3 separate regions of the Mus musculus genome follow, and all the other regions are linked to region 3. The links are chromatin contacts, called in public promoter capture Hi-C maps. All regions are on one chromosome and are shown on one strand. Each heading gives the region's core, a stretch centred on a gene start, on an enhancer-like site or on the middle of the called end of the contact. The rest is flanking DNA. Distances are from core to core; before and after follow the strand shown. Region 1 overlaps Glra3 (glycine receptor, alpha 3 subunit). Region 2 holds the start of Hpgd (hydroxyprostaglandin dehydrogenase 15 (NAD)). Region 3 holds the start of Fbxo8 (F-box protein 8).

The links. Promoter capture Hi-C pulls out the DNA fragments that hold promoters and counts their contacts.
Region 1: a contact with region 3 is called in a promoter capture Hi-C map of the C10 cell line, with 5 times the contacts expected there. The contact joins the enhancer-like site here to the promoter of Fbxo8 in region 3. A contact is called at or near these places in 11 of 39 promoter capture datasets (the 3T3-L1 cell line, 3T3-L1-derived adipocytes, the C10 cell line and 6 more), 6 of 115 datasets of contacts at active chromatin or transcription factors (acute myeloid leukemia, bone marrow-derived dendritic cells, embryonic stem cells and 2 more) and 2 of 9 other capture datasets (adipose tissue and embryonic stem cells).
Region 2: a promoter capture Hi-C map of liver shows a contact between it and region 3. The contact joins the promoter of Hpgd here to the promoter of Fbxo8 in region 3. A contact is called at or near these places in 3 of 39 promoter capture datasets (the C10 cell line and liver) and 2 of 9 other capture datasets (adipose tissue and pancreatic islet).

What each region holds. Positions count from the first base shown.
Region 1 is chr8:56,069,435-56,072,661 of GRCm38.p6, forward strand. The region is part of intron 5 of Glra3 (glycine receptor, alpha 3 subunit); the gene reads left to right. Among named protein-coding and RNA genes, the nearest start is that of Glra3, 130 kb to the left of the region's middle. Within about 2 kb of position 1,592, at least 17 of the 459 cell types and tissues checked have an H3K27ac peak or open chromatin away from gene starts, as enhancers often do. A contact at or near this core is called in acute myeloid leukemia, where this site is marked.
Region 2 is chr8:56,293,112-56,296,452 of GRCm38.p6, forward strand. It overlaps Hpgd (hydroxyprostaglandin dehydrogenase 15 (NAD)), which reads left to right and starts at 1,441. Exons shown (of 7, transcript NM_008278.2): 1 at 1,441-1,601; 2 at 1,828-1,951. The coding sequence starts at 1,509.
Region 3 is chr8:56,549,465-56,552,737 of GRCm38.p6, forward strand. Fbxo8 (F-box protein 8) reads left to right here and starts at 1,690. Exons shown (of 6, transcript NM_015791.4): 1 at 1,690-1,912. Cep44 (centrosomal protein 44) reads right to left here and starts at 1,102. Exons shown (of 11, transcript NM_001009951.1): 1 at 1,081-1,102.

The DNA.
Region 1 (3,227 bases), core at 342-2,841, 480 kb before region 3:
CTAAAAAAAAAAAAAAAAAAAAAAAAAAATTCTCTTTAATGAGAAAAGGGCTTCAATGTCAATTTAGAGAAAGCAAAGAGAAACAAAGAAAGAAAGAAAGAAAGAAAGAAAGAAAGAAAGAAAGAAAGAAAGAAAGAAAGAAAGAAAGAAAGAAAAAAGAAAGAGAAAGAAGAAAACAAAAAACAAAAGAAAAAAGAAAAAAGAAAAGAAAAGAAAGACAGGAAGGAAGGAAGGGAGGGAGGGAGGGAGGGAGGGAGGGAGGGAGGGAGGGAGGGAAAGGAAAGGTAAAGAAGGGAAGGGGAGAGGAGGGGAGGGGGGAGAGGGCAGGGGAAGGGAGGGGGAGGGGAGGGGGAGAGGGGAGGGAAGAAGAGAAGAGAAGAGAGAAGGGGAGGGGAGGGGAGGGGAGGGAGAAAAGAGAACCTTTGAAATGTACTTAAAGGTTTTTTGGGAAAAGAAATGTCTAAAAGTAGGGGCAGGGTTTTGTGGAGGTGTATGACAGAACTTTAAACATAGAAAGCTTTTTACGATTGACAATTTCATGTTGAGATTAAATTCATAGCCAGGTCTGATATATAGATTGCTTACTATGGATCTTATACTAAATTTAGCTATTTAAAAAATAGAGTTTGTGATAATATTTTTAACAATTATGTCCTAATAATTTCTACCATTATCCAAACTCTCTCATAATTTAAGAGTTTGGATTAAGTACTGTTGTGCTTTTTCTTTGCTTACTCAGAGATACAGATGGTTCTTGTTTGTGAGTATTTGTTATTTAATCTCTGTAGTTACAATGCTAGTTAGGAAGAAAAATCTCCCTCAAGTTGAAAATATTGGCTGGTGAATGCATTTCTTGTAGAATACACTCCTATGTGTACTTCAAGCAGCACATCCCTTGCAACAGCAGTGACTTTTACCACCTCTTTAGCTCACATCTTTGTAACTGGACTTTTCCATTACCAGATCTTCTAAACACATGGCCATATAATAAAAAATGTGATGCAGCCACCAGCTTATAAAGTGATGGTGTCACAAATAGCTTCATGATTTTATGTCTTTCAAATATATTTCCTGATTTAATCCTAGTTACAAAGTAATGAAATAGGCTTATTTCTACTTCAAAGATAAGCCAACAATACTTAAAGATGTTTTTCCCATATGGCAGAAAACAATTAAATAAACAGTGAACTGTGACTTAGTAACTCTCAAAGACATTATACAAACATTAGTCACCTTTAAACCTGGAAGGATTACAGTTGGCACAGGACACATCAAGACTAAGTTCTCAACACACACACAAAAAAGGTTTATTTGCCCCAGAGAGACAAATGTCAGGGGAAAAGAGACAAAGAATGGGAACAAAGAACAAGGAAAAAGGGGACCCAAGCAAGGAAGAGAGAAAGGGGTATTTCCCCCTGAATGATAAAGGACTACCTCTGGTTAGGGAATGAGACAGCCATGGCTCAGAGGCAAAACACAGTCCATAAAGCAGTAAGAGGAACCCCTTTAAGGTTAGAATGAGTTGGTTTGTTTTGACTGGGCATGCTAATTAGGTAAGCCAAAGGGAGCTTTTGATTGCTGGTGTTCCTTGATTGTGAGCCTCAGAAGGAGGAAGTCTCTAACCAAGGGAATAAACCTTCATGGCTAGCTTTAGTGAAGTAATCTATGGTTGAGCAAGGGAGAGGGAAGGGGGAAGGGCAAGGCCTGCCAGTGCCATGTTTACCATGCTTGGGCCTGCTAGAGTGCGTCCGAATCTGGTGAGTCTATTTATAAACTGTCACTATGATAGTCCTAAGATTTCTCCACAAGATATACATCTCCAATACTTATAAGAAAAGGTTGGTTTATATTTTTTCTTCATTCCTTTCTTCCTGGCTGTAGTCCTAGTTGTTAAAATTGACGTCAACTTTCAAAAGAAGGTATCGGTTGGCAGTGTCAGACTATGATCCCAGCAGCAAACCACTTTAGATTCCAACTATACTTCAACCAGTAAAATATCACACTCTATGTCCTCCCTTATGTATTTGTCCATGTAGCTCACATAAATAAATACCAAATCTCTGTGCTTTCCTTTAGTTAAATATCATTTTTCTGGGGCTCCCCTGTCATCCAGATGTGATTAATCATCCAGAGATTTGAACAGCACACCATTATGCATTTCCCAAATCCAAAGCCTTAGAAAGCTTGGCAACAATATGCTACAGATATTTCTCTTTCTTAACCCCCAAAACAAAATAGCATTTTGACCAGCTAAAGGTTGCTAAACCATCATCAATGACTGCTGTCCAACTGCTCTTGAAATCCTAATATTATAACACATCAAATGTTTATCTAAAAGTTAAATGACTCTGTAGTCAAATAACAATCCAGAAGAGTTAATAAGAACATAGTATCTTATTAATAGAATAGCTTTATCCTCATGATCCCAAACTAGGTTCCTACTGGTTATCATTTCTTTCTGCCTTCTGGTCTGCACGTTCTCATAGTTGTGGGGATTCAGTACTCAGCTTGGCTATCACTAACACAGTGTCTGCCTGTGAGCATACCAAACTCTGTGTAATTATTTTTTTCTACTTCTCAGATGCTACATTGCTCCTTCTATTTGTTCTCTAAGATACCCTCATTTCTCAGAATATTTTATTTCTCCAGAGATACATACTAAAAAACTTGACCCTCTGTAAGCTTCTAGACATTCACCCCTGCCCACTCTTTCCCATACTTCATTTCTCTGCTCCCCAAGTACTTGTTCTATTATTATATTCCTTTACAATGTTATTTAAGATATTTACTCATATTACATATATAACCTCAACCTATTTCCATCCTCTAAAGGAGTTAGTACACCATCTTTCTTACTCACTAGCTTTTGTCATTAAAATCCCCATTGAGACAGAAAAATGTTCTATCTTTAAAGTCATTAATAGGGGAAGGTCATGCATGTGGCAGCAGAATGTGGTTCATATGACATCATGTTGAACCCAAAGATTCTTTAAAATAAGAACTAAATTCACTGCCTGATCCATCTAGCTCCTCATTCATGTTACCTAGGAAACACTGCAGAGGTGAACTCATCTTATCTTCCTGCTGCTCCCTGCAATCCTTACCATGTTAAACCAAGATATTATCCACAAAGGGCTATCCTCCTCAGATCTCTACCCTCTGGATTGTTTCCTTTTCCTTTGGATACTTTTTTTGTTAAATGTATTTTACTTTTAAAGTCCTGTGTG
Region 2 (3,341 bases), core at 191-2,690, 260 kb before region 3:
CTTCTTCTTATTTGTCTCTGCTGTTCTCATTCAACATCAAGCCCTTACATACACCCACTGGTGAGTTTCAGTGACGAGTCCCACACCCAAATGTATACGGGTAGGACTAACTGAACTTAGCAGTTTACTTGGGAGAAAAAAAACAATAAGAGAGGAGGGGTTGTTCGGGCATCTGAGGAAACTTGGAGGGAGCAAGACATATTTCCTTGTATATGTGCATGAAATTCTCTAGAATAAAGAAAAAATTAAAATACAGTGCCTCTACTTCCCCTTCTCAGTACAATGCTGGATATAAATATGTTCCTATCTTCTCAGCATTTTTTTTCAAGATCTAGTTTCAAGGCAACTTTGAAACCAGTTGGCTTAACACCAACTCTGTATTTTCTGCAGCCTCTCCAAACACTTCCCTGAGGAACCGGGCACATTCACCAAGGCTTCCTTCACTAAGCAGGCAAAGTACACAAAGAACTCATTCTGCTGTTAATCTCGGGCTTCCCGCGTGCTCAGATGTCTTTGTGCCTGAAAATAAATGCCAATGAATTAAACTGACAGAACGCACTTTGAAGCCTGCCGCTGTGAACGTGAGAAAGGGACTTAGTCAGTGGACTCGTGTCCTGGCAAACAGTCACCCTGGCATAAAGTCAGGGCTCCAGTTCCTGCAGGTCTGGGGACCTCAATACCAAATCTGGATTACTGAGCCATAGGAGCCAAGGTGGTCCAGCAAGTAAACTTCCATCAAAATCACAATATGCAAGGCTACCACTGATGCTGGCATGACTAAGGACAGTTCAATATGACACACAATGGACACTGATCTGAGACAGAAACTCCAGGAAGATTCTTAAAACTCTGGCGTTGGAACACGATTCAGGTTTTGGGAGTCAGAGCAAAATTAAACTCTTGTGCTCACTGTTTGTACAAAACGTCAGTAAATAAAAGCGTTATCCTCACTCACCCCAAGCCCATAACTATATTTGTTTATGAAATGAGAAGTTATGAAAAAGCTTAACACACACACACACACGTGCACAGCAACGCCCCTTAAAATATTGTTTTTGATTCCTTCTTTTGCTTGCTTTTAATTTAATATTTATTGAGGCTGTGAGGAGAAATCCAAGTTTCCAAGCCTCTTCTCTTCTCTCCTGTAAGATTAACTTTTGAGTCGTTCAAGAAACTTTTCCAGAAAGTTTGTCTTCCTTCCTTTCAGCTTTTCCTCTCTTAGCTCACTGTGTTCATGCAGCCAGAGGCTTGGGGAAAATTCCTGCTGGGGAATCTGCAACAGCTGAAAGCCTAGAAGGCAAAGATCACCTTGTGCGCCGACCCTACCCTGGTGCTCAGGGGCAGGTGACACAATGTCGGTTTCCTAGGCGCTGGCTTGACAGTTTCATCCCCGCCCACTGGCAAGAGAGCTCCTAGGGCCGCTGCACACGCGCACGGAGTGGGCTATAAAAGCTGCTGCGGCGTCCAGACTCTGAGCTCGCCCACCACCCGCAGAGACGCGACCCGCCATGCACGTGAACGGCAAAGTGGCTCTGGTGACCGGCGCGGCACAGGGCATAGGCAAAGCCTTCGCTGAGGCTCTGCTGCTCCATGGCGCCAAGGTAAGGACTTCTCCGTGTCCACCCACACGCCGCCGGAGCCCCTGGGGTGCCGAGCCCCAGGCTCGCAAGCCGACCTCCAACGCTGCTGGCAGAGAACCCGAACTTGGATGAGCACATTCTGAGGTCTAAGAAGGGAGCGTCTTTTTTATCCATTGCTTGTGTGTCTGTGGCTTGGTGGCGGCTGTTTCCTTCATAGGAGACCCGCTCCCTCTTTTCTTGTTTGTAGGTAGCATTGGTGGATTGGAATCTTGAGGCAGGTGTAAAATGTAAAGCTGCCCTAGATGAGCAGTTCGAACCTCAGAAGACACTGTTCGTCCAGTGTGATGTGGCTGACCAGAAACAACTGAGAGGTAAGACGTTGGGGAATCAATCCATAGACTCGGGAACACACCTTGTGCAAGCAGCAACCTGACTGCCAGGTAGGAGCAGACAAGGCTGAGAGCCAGCAACGCTCTCTCACGGGAAGCTGTGACCTTCTAACTCCAATGGATAGTTTGAATTTCTGTGCTTCTTTCTGATAACCCAATGGACATAAAAAGTAAGACAGGACTGCCTAAGAAATCCTTCTGTTTTAGCCACTTGGCAGCACAGAATGTAATCAAATCTTTTGTGTATTCGAAGACAGTGCTGCTACAGTTAATTACCCAGTGAGGGGGACAGGCTGCGGAACTATGGCAAGCAGTTCTCAGAGAGCTGGAAGACTTCTCCAATAACAATCAAACTCAGCGTGCCTTTCGCTTAGACACTTCAGACGCCAAGTTCCAGGTCATGGTCACAGGCAAAGCAATTGCTTTTAGCCAGATCTTTGCTCGGTTTCCCCTCTAAGATGGCACTTAAAATAATAACTGTATGGCGTTAAATTTCTTCTTCTTTAGAATTAAAGAAGAAAAGGCTCTATCGCTTTTCCCCAATGTTTTCCTGTTTTTCTGTGGTCTCTTAAAATAGATCCATCTACTTGTGAAATGTCAGGAAGAATATTGTCATCAGCAATGCACACTGGCTGTATAGAGGGCTCAAAGGATTTCCCTAAAGATAATTTCTCCAGGAAAATATAGAAAAAAAAAAGATGTTTCAAAGGGCATTGTTCAAATAAACAAAGTAAATCGGTAGGCACCTTTTTAATCTGGAAGTCAGAATACAAACCCAACCTGCTCTACAGTGTCTATCAATGGAATCCTGAGATCTTAGGTTTCTTACATCTTAGAATATACCCTATGAATAAAAATGGACGGATCCATTAGAAGACAGTGGACCTAAGATAGGGGTAATTGGATTAAAGAGAACATCATTAACATCTGAAAATGCTAATCTGTCCGATAGTAGAGGTAGCCTTTATGAGTAGAAGAGATCTTTAAGAGAAGTCATAATAGAACATCCTTTGCCAGAGAATGGTTTTATTGATACTATATCATTTAGTTTCAATGACAGTCATGCCCAGTCCCAACATTCATGCTACTGGACTAGGGACCAGTAAAGATAAATTATATGGCTTCACGCATGGTATTTAATGTGTTATTCTGCCAGTATTTAAAATGAGTATCATGTCTACGAATATATTCCTTAAACATTAAGTGATTGTGAAGGAACCTCAAGCACACAGTAAATGGCCCAGAAGACCTGTCTATCATAAGAAGTCCCCACCTTGTTTAGAGACCCTCATACATAAAAGGAAAGGATTCTTGAAACTTCAGAACTTAGGGCTGCCCACAACTTTTAAGACTGTTTAGATACATTGGGCTC
Region 3 (3,273 bases), core at 440-2,939:
TTCAAGAAAGGCTTTCCTAGTGTTTTTTAATTAGTAAATACTAAAATTATTACTATGAATTGAAGCTAATCAAGTACTGAAACATACTTTACACTTGACCATAATTAATCTGAGATAAAATTAAACTGTTACTTAAAAATTAGCATTTTCACTTTATATTACTTATCACAGGATATTAAATGAAGACCATATACAGATTCAATCATTAAGGTCTCACTGGTCTACCTAGCTTTCTGAAGAGTTAGGAACAAATCAAATCCACCAACCGAATTGCTGGAAGACATTGTGAGCACCGCACAAGATGGCTTTGGTGGGGAACGGAACCGATCTCAGGATCTTGGCATACCCAATGGCTCTACCACTGAGCTAGTCCCCCAGCTTTGCAGTTTAAGATACTTTGTTTCAAACCCAGCTCAATTTCGTAGCTGCTACAGGTCTTTAAAAACATGTCACAGGACTCCAAAATCATTTTGCCCAGGATAAAGTAACTAGCCTTTAATAATCACAGTGGATAGCTAGGATTTTGAAATTCCGCTTGACATATCTAAAAGACAAACTTTAAGATAAAGGGATACAAATCTGTAGAAACTAAACTTACAAAATCTCTCCGTAATAGATACTAGGAAAATGCTGTTGTAAGATCCGATGAGGGAACCGCTGTGTTCACGCATAAAACATTGTTAAAATGCTTGCAAATAATTCTGTAAAACAGTCTAGTGTAGCAGTAAGTCTAGAATACATATGTTAAAATTAGTTTTCTTTTCATACAGAGCAATCATAGGCCTCAAAGTAGATGGAGAATTCTTTTTTTTTTTTTTTTTTGGGGGGGGGGAGACACCATGAAGATGAAAACAAAGAGAACACGAAGGAAGGAGTACTTTTTCTATTCCGGACAGTCTTTTGAAGCTAGATGTATTTTTGACGGAAAGAAACTTAAAGGCATCTACAAAACAATTCAAAGAGGGCAGACTCCGATTCATTCTACTTGATGCCTTCCAAAACCATACCAGCTGGTACACAAGCAAGTCCCATCTCGAATTCCCTTTCTGCCTCTAAATTTAAAGGGATGAAAAGGTAGACCTGATCATTCGCCTACAACCCAGGAACCTCGGTGAGGACAGCAGAAGGGCCACCTTCGTCCAAGCCAGAGCACAGCAGGTCCACGAGCTCTGGCTCAGCCAGCAGCCCCTAAGCAAACTGAAAGGTTCCCAAGGCTACCGTACCAACACAGAAAGAAGAAGGGAGCACTAGAAACCCGAGAACGTGGCGGGAACCGGGTCTGCAGCCCCAGAGCCTTACGCCCGCGCCTCGGGTCGCCCCTCGTGCCGACGGTTTGTTTTTAGAACTCAGAGTTCGAGCCGAGAGTTCGAACAGCGGCTAAACATTCCGAGCCAGAGGCTGCCCCAAATGCTGGCATTCCTAGATGCAGATTCCACACTCCGTTCGCGCAGCTTCTTCAGGATACTCTACTGTCGTTAAAGTCTTATCAATTACATGTCTTTTATTGAATGTCACATTTCAAATTAGCATAATTTTGATGGCCAAAGCAGTTCAGAATGAGAAGCGGAAAAGTAAAGACTTTTTGGCGAATCTGAATGAGGAAAACGGAAATCTTTTTCCTTTAAGGAGCCGCTCCTCGACGTCACTTCCGGCAACAATAGGAAACGTCAAAACCTTGCAAGGTCCGCCACTCGGGCTTCTGCAGGCAGAGGTGCTGTGACTTCGCGGGAGTCTGGGGCGGCTTCTGGTTCCCTCGCAGCCATCGTGTTCTCCAGCGCGAACACGTGCGCTCTGGACAGGCCTCTCCATGGCTTGGGCACCAGTTCCCGGCTGAGCCATTTTCTTCTCGGCTGACAGCCCCCGCCCACAGGCCGAGTCGTCGCGGCGGCGGTGGAGATCCCAGGTCGCTCAGGTACTCGCGTCGGCACAGAGGCTTCCAATGCCTTGCTTCTTCCGCCCGCCCGGACGCTCTCACTTTTCTCCTCCGAAGTGAGGGGTAGGGATGCTTGCCACTTGATAGCCCTGGCCCAGCAAGCAACAGTTTAGGACCAATGGGTACTGTGAGACATTTTGAGTGACAGCAGCGGTGGCTTATTAAAATGGTGTATCAGAATCGAGAGGCGGGTGTGAGTCTCTTCTGTTTCTAGGCCATTGGTATAGAGGTCGATTTGGGACTCGCGGTAGCGACGTGGTGTCGTCCCTCTTGAAAGATGACAAACGGTGGAGGTTACTTTCTTCAGTTTCACGTATTGCTTTTGTGGTGGTTACAGCGTCGTTCGATGCCAAGGCACGCTTCATTTCTTACGGCGTCCCCTTAATACGAATTCAAACATATCCAGTTTAAGACCTCCGCTGATTGCTAGTTGCTACAGTCTCCAAACAGACTGTAAAATTGGTTCAACACTTTCCTTTTCGTTTTGTTTTTCTGTGGCTACGCTCCACTTTCCACATCGTATTACTCAGTACACATTGTCTAGACAAAAACCATAGAAGTTTGCAATTCTTACTCGATATATTTCTGGTTTATTTTTCGTTCTGTATTTACTAATTAATAATTGTGACTACTTAATTTATAAATGAGACATTTATTTGTAAAGACCCCCACCCCGCGCGCGCGCCATATTCTCTTCATTACCCTCAATACTGCAATTGAATACAAACTGTTGTTCATGTCAGTGTTTGCACTCCGTTTTTGTTTGTATTTTGAGACAAGGTCTCCTGTGTACTCCAGGCTGGCTCAGAATTCACTGTGTAGCCCCGACTGTCCCTAGCTAGCAATCCTTTTTCTTGGCCTTCCAAAGGCTTGGAAGTATGGTTTTGCAACAGGTCACTAAGTACTCTTCTCTTTGCTTTGGTTCTTTGGACTTTGGCACTTTCACTCCGACGAGAAGAGCTTCCGGCTACCTTTGTGAAAGGTTTTTGTTGTTGTTGTTGTTGTTTTTGTTTTTGTTTTGTTTTTACAATGTAGAGCAGGTCTCAGAATGAACAATAAATAAATTTATTATTTTCAGGTTAATTCAGAAACTTCTTGCTTATACAGTTTTTCTAAATTAACAATTACCTAAGTATCGTCATTAGTTTCATATTGCTGGTTTATGATTATCCCCAAATTTAATGCAGCTTAAAACAACAAACATGTACTATCTTGGTTTCTTTGAGTCAAGTATCAGGGCAACGTTCAACAGAGTAGTTCAGCTTGTTTCTTGAGGTCGTAGTTAGGCTGTGTTTGGGACTTGTGATACTATTGAGAGACTGCACTGAGATGGACTAAGG